Linked DNA regions of Sus scrofa: region 1 is linked to region 2. Evidence: chromatin contacts called from public HiChIP or PLAC-seq data. All regions are on one chromosome and are shown on one strand. Each heading gives the region's core, a stretch centred on a gene start, on an enhancer-like site or on the middle of the called end of the contact. The rest is flanking DNA. Distances are from core to core; before and after follow the strand shown.

Region 1 (2,903 bases), core at 152-2,651, 210 kb after region 2:
CTTTTACTTAACTGACTCGCTAGCCCAATTATAGATGGGACATGACAGCCTTCAAGTTTCTGCATAAAAGCAAGCTCAAAGAACAGAGGCACTCTCCTTCGCACCTAGCAACAACAATAACACAAAAAAGAGAACAACGGCAAAAAACTTCAACCACACAGGGAATTGGAGGGAGAACCTAAGGCTCAACCCTAACGTGTGTAAATCTGATCTCCGAGATCCGTGGCGTTGACAGTCATTCAACTTTCTTTTTAATAGCCCCACTGTGCTTTTTCTGGTACCACAGGCAAAATGTACCACCTCACCTTTCACCAACCGGTCGTAACGCTTTATTTCCTTTTTAAAAATTCTCGGGGTTGTAAGGCCAGGGGCCGCGGCCGTGTGGTGGGCCGATGAGCCCGGGGTAGCGGCGCCAACCACCCGGGAAAGCAGAGCCACTCACGGCACCGCTCCTGGCAGGCCTTCTGTGGCTGGTTCCCGAGTCCCTGGGGCTGCAAGGGCAGCAGCAGCAGCCAAGGCAGGGACTCGGGAACCTTTCCCCTGCCTCCTCCGCTAGGCCTCGAGGGGTTTGCTTTTCACATGGCCCCCGGGTGGGGGCGGTGGGCGCAAGGTAGTGGATGCAGTTGCAGCCGCAGCGGCCGACCAGACTAGCCAGGACGCCCTCGGAACCAGACCTCCCCGCGGGCTGGCAGCAACAGCACCTCAGCGGGGCCCTGGCTGGAGCGCCGACCGCTCCGCGGGGAAGGCCACCTTCTCACACACATCTCTCCCCTGCCTGCCTTTCTCCGTTAGCGCTACCGGTTGGCGGGCGGGGGAGGGGAACAAGGCGCGTTATTCCCGGGGAGCTGGAGGGGGGAGGGGAAGGCATCTCTTACCCGCGTTACTGAGAAGGAGGAGGAGGCGGCTGGAGCGCGGCGCGGCGGGGCGACGGCGGGGCTGGGTGGGTGCAAGTAAGAGTCTTACGAAAGGGAATTAACCCCATCACCAGCCCGGACACCGGCTCCAGCAGCAGCCGCGGCTGGCGGAATCCCGCCCCTTCCCACCACGCACTAGCCCCGCCTCCTCGTTCTCTTTGAGGGGCAGTCGACAAATCATAGGTTGTATATTCTCGGAGTGATAGGAGGATCATCCAATCACGCCTGAAAAAAATGCCTTCTCTCCACCCCTTTCTCTCCTATCGGCCGCGGGAGAGCCTAGCCAAGTCTTTCTCCACCCTCAAGGGAAAAAGAGCCAATCGGCGGTAAGAATCCGCCCTTGAAGGACACAAAGGACAACCAATGGTAAAACTAAAAGGACAGCCATTTTGCCCACTTGTAAAAGAGCCACCTTTTCCCACGAGTTGGAGCCTGAGGTGGGGGAGTTCTGGGAGTTTTTACTGACCTGGAGGTATTGGAGAGACAACCATATTTCTTCAAGGAGTATTTATAGTGCTTTATAAGAGTAAAGGAAAATTTTCATCCTCCATGTGGTGGAAGTGAGAAATGCCGTTTAAGGGCTTGGCTCCTCCCCTCAGCGGTAACGGGTTCTAAGTCGAACACCTGGTTTATTCAGCCTCTGTGAGGAAAGGCGGGGTGATTGCCCTTTTCGGCCAGCAGCCAACTACAGCTCCCAGTGTGCTTTGCTCCTGCCTATATTCTTTCATCGGTTTGCTTGCAGCGGGGCCTGACGGGAATTGTAGTTCCCGGGAGGTACCCATGAAGCCTCTTTGGCCAATGAGAAAGGACAAACTTTTGAATGATTTGGAGTTTGGGGCGGGGAACTAGTTGCTAAGCTGTGGCGAAGCCTTTTTGCCGTCCTAATAGAAGAGGGAAGGGATGGAAAAGAAGGTAGTCGGGGAAGAGTCTTTTCAGAACGCCGTAGGGGTTTTAAATGCTGGTGTTTGAACTCTCTTACTTTCAGTTTGTCCCTTTGAAGTCACTTCCGCTTTGGGGCGGACACATGCCAAACCTGTGGCGGGAGTTGGAGATTCTACAGCGAATACACCAGGTGTGGCGGTCTGGGAGTGGCATGGCGGGCAAGTCGGAAGTTTCTTGCGTGAAAGAGAGGAAATTAAATGGAATTTAATTGCATTTTAGAAAGAGTGGGTGAAATGGGATGGGGCTACTTCCCAAGGGCTGAATGCCAGTCTTCAATTCCAGAGACTTCAATTTCCTGTCTTCTGACCTGCTCAGTATTATATTACACCCATTTACTTGTGATGGGTGTTTCTGTGGCCTTTTTCACATCTTCAGTTTGGCTAAAAACTGCCCAGAAATTCTGAGCTAACTCCTCCTACTTTAACGAACAAACTTTTAAAGGCTGGTTCAAAGGAGAAAAGCTACAGAAGGGATTGATAGTCAATAATGGGCCTTTTGGGAATTCCTGTCCTGGCTCAGTGGTTAAGGAACCCGAGTAGTGCCCGTGACGCGCGTTCCAGCCCTGGCATCGCTCAGTGGGTTAAGGATCTGGAGTTGCCCTGAGCTGTGGTGTAAGTTGCAGATGAGGCTTGGATCCCGCCTTGCTGTGGCTGTGGCATAAGCCTGGCAGCCTCAGCTCCCATTCGACCCCTAGACTGGGAACCGCCACATGCCCCGCGGTACAGCCTTAAAAAGACAAAAACCAAAAACCAAAAAACCTGAAGAATGGGCCCATTAGTTTCTTCTTCTTCTCCTTTTTTTTTTTTTTTTTTTTAATGTAAAGCATTCATTAAACAAGTGCCCACAGGGTACCACCTATAATAACACTGATGAATATAAACATCATTGTAAAGTCTTTGGAGCCCATAAGCTTAGCACATCAGACCCTGCCTAGTTAATGCGCCTTTGGGATGTAAAGTTAAGTATATTCTTGCTGTTGGACTCTCCTTTGGGAGCCTTTGGAGACTCTTTGAAATAATGAGATGCAGAAGGTATTAACAGGAAAAG
Region 2 (2,930 bases), core at 147-2,646:
ATTTAAAACAATCTGAAATTCCAACTTTAATGTTAAGTGAAACTCACGTTTCAGCAACTTCGTCTTCACTGTAGTGCATAAAGCTATAGGGCTATTATCTATTTTCCCAAGTCATGAGTTAATAATGACCAAACTGCTATTAAACACAAATAGTTGAAATAATACACCTCGAATTAACGGTAGTCACAAACACTGACTTGGTTTACATAATGAGGATCAACAAAACCACAGAAGCATCTGTTTACTGAAAAATAGAAGATTTCAGTAATAAATCCCAGAGCAACTTAGGATAAATGAGTCAGTACACCTGAAACTGCAGCTATGAAACTAGGAAGACAACAAAGATAGCCAAAGCCTCTGTATCTACTTCTTCTAAACAAATGGTTAAAATAAGAAAAAGATTAGATTCTCCACCCCACCCCCCATAACATTGTTTAAAAAGTCAAACCTATAGAGACCTGAAAAGTTTGCGTCTCAGGAACGTGACATCAGGTGGTTTCTCTTTGTGGATTACCTATGACACAGCTTTCTTCCTGGCAGTCCACAACTAGTTACAAACTGCCTGCCTGGCTAATGGCCTGTCTCTCCCCGCACCTCAACACTAATGACAGCGGCTTTAAAGTTTCCCGAAGCGGGTCCTCGGAGACAGAAATCTCCAACGGGGGCGGTGGGGGTCTGTGAGCAACAACTCCGCAGGCGGCCCGGAGTAAGGCTCGGCGGGGAGCTGCGGGGCAGGGCGGGCGAGGGCCTGCTCCGCTCTTCCCCTCGCCCCGCACAGAGAGGTGACGGCGGGGCTAGGCGCGCTCTCCGGACAAGGCCGGGAGAAGCCGGTGGTGGGGGCAAAGCCCGGTGAGCTCCAAACGGACGGGGGAGGCGCTGAGAAGCCAGTCAGCACCGACAGGCCGGGCCCCTCAGCACGAGGACGAAAGGCAGGGGGCTTCTGGGGTTGGACGTAGGCCGGGGCGGGGTGGGGAATGACCCGGCCACATCTCGGGCCCTCGCCTCTTTCACCTGCCACGAACACCACGAAGACCGCGCCGCTCCTCTTGGCTGATGCGATGGCGGCCGGAATGGCGCCCTGAAACCACAGCATCGTTGCCCTCGGGCCCTATCGCTCGTTTGGTGTGTTGTCGCCGCGGTCCCGGAGCTGACCCCGCCCTCTCCGTCCTCGGGCCCCGCGGCCTCCGCAGCCGCAGCTGGTCCGCCCCCCGCCTCCGGCCCCGCACAGGCGCGCAAGCCGGTCAGAGGCCCTCTGGGACGCGCGCAAGCGCGCAGACGAGGAGCGCCCCGCGACACGTGACACCACACGTCGCCGTCGTCTAGGCACCCCGGTGACTTGTCTTGTTGGCAAGTCGGTGGGTGCGCTATCCTACAAGGCCGCAGGCCCGGCAGTCCCGGAAGTGGACGGAGGTAGTAGGAAGGATGACTAGTAGCTAAGGCGCGTCGGCGGCGCCTTCCTAAGGCATGATGGGAATTGTAGGCTTCTTAGGCTAGGTCCCTTTAACTCTGTGGAAAATATAACTGGTTTCTCGCGCACCGCTAAAGGGGCGGTAGTGAGTCACTTCACAATCTATAAAGAGGAGAAGTAGTGCTTCTCGCCGAGAGATGCCATTCTTGGCTTTATTGAGACCTTGAAAGTGGAGGAAATCGTCCCCGCCCTGAGTGGAACCCTGCCTTTGGGACGATGTAATTCTGTATTACTATTAGTGACCATTGTGAGATAGCGTGGGTGTCTCTGGGTAAGGGACTAAGTGGGCTTTGTGGGGATTCACGACAAGGCTTTGATTTCTTTTGATCTTAATTTATCAGCTCAACCTTGAAGAAAAGAACCTTTTGTAATACCATACAGAGTGTGGTACAGGGGAGGTATTGGTTCGATGCAGACCTTGAGTAATTTCCTAGTCATTGGTTAGAGATCGTTTCAAACCTCATAACACTTAGCTATGCTGTTGCCACAGTTGCTTTCTACAGTAAGTTGAAGCCAGAGAATAGATAATGATTTATTTTCCAGCTACTTTTCATTGTACTACAAAAGAAGAATTTTGTTTATGACAATATGTGATAATGTATTATAATCAAGATATGGCACTTTCTGGTAGGTTGTCATTAAAATGAAAACCGATCCATATTTAATACTTTCATGAAAGTATATGGTCTCTAATAACTATTGGCTAAAGGCATGTATGGTTTATTTACAGTTGCATACGCTCTTATATTGTACATTCTACATGACTTAAATTTCTTCTCCAGCAGTACAACCATTTGACAATCTTTGCAGGGCTAAGGAGGGGCTACATCCGAAAATACCCATTTTCTACAAATATTTAACCTAAAAATAGCTAACATTCCAATTTTTATTTACTTTTTTCCAACCAGGCCTCACATATAGTGTTATTATAAACAAACATAATGCTGATTATAGACAGTAATCTTACAGATAGTTGCTGCTTATATAGGACACTGTTGCTCAGGAAGAGTTAGAGTTGATCTTTAACATCAACTTTAAATGGATTCCTTAAAATTCGATTAATGTATATACCCTTGCAGTGGAACGATTAATTATTCCTAGTGTTAGAATTAAATATTAGGAGAGTTCCTGCTGTGGCTCAGCAGTAACAAACCTGACTAGTATCCATGAGGGTGTGGATTTGATCCCTGGGGCTCACTCAGTGAGTTAAGGATCCCATGTTGTCTTGAGCTGTGATGTAGGTCCCAGACATGGCTCGGATCCCATGTTGCTGTGGCTGTGGTGTAGGCCAGCAGCTACAGCTCTGATTCAACTCCTAGCCTGGAAACTTCCATATGCTATGGGTGGGGCCCTAAAAAGACAAAAAAAAAAAAAAAAAAAAAAAAAAAAAAGAGAGAGAGAGAAGAATCATTCATAGCCTTTCACTTATTCATCAATTATGTATTGCTTACCTGCTATGAAC

What was found. HiChIP or PLAC-seq counts read pairs in DNA pulled down with a chosen protein or histone mark.
Region 1: a contact with region 2 is called in an H3K27ac HiChIP or PLAC-seq map of alveolar macrophages. The contact joins the promoter of R3HDM1 here to the promoter of UBXN4 in region 2. A contact is called at or near these places in 2 of 5 promoter capture datasets (fetal liver and liver), 13 of 47 Hi-C or Micro-C datasets (alveolar macrophages, embryonic fibroblasts, fetal skeletal muscle and 6 more) and 2 of 2 datasets of contacts at active chromatin or transcription factors (alveolar macrophages and skeletal muscle).

What each region holds. Positions count from the first base shown.
Region 1 is chr15:16,412,957-16,415,859 of Sscrofa11.1, forward strand. R3HDM1 (R3H domain-containing protein 1) reads right to left here and starts at 1,402. Exons shown (of 24, transcript XM_021075222.1): 1 at 1,381-1,402. ZRANB3 (DNA annealing helicase and endonuclease ZRANB3) reads left to right here and starts at 1,335. Exons shown (of 21, transcript XM_021075255.1): 1 at 1,335-1,386.
Region 2 is chr15:16,205,115-16,208,044 of Sscrofa11.1, forward strand. UBXN4 (UBX domain-containing protein 4) reads right to left here and starts at 1,397. Exons shown (of 13, transcript XM_021074795.1): 1 at 459-1,397.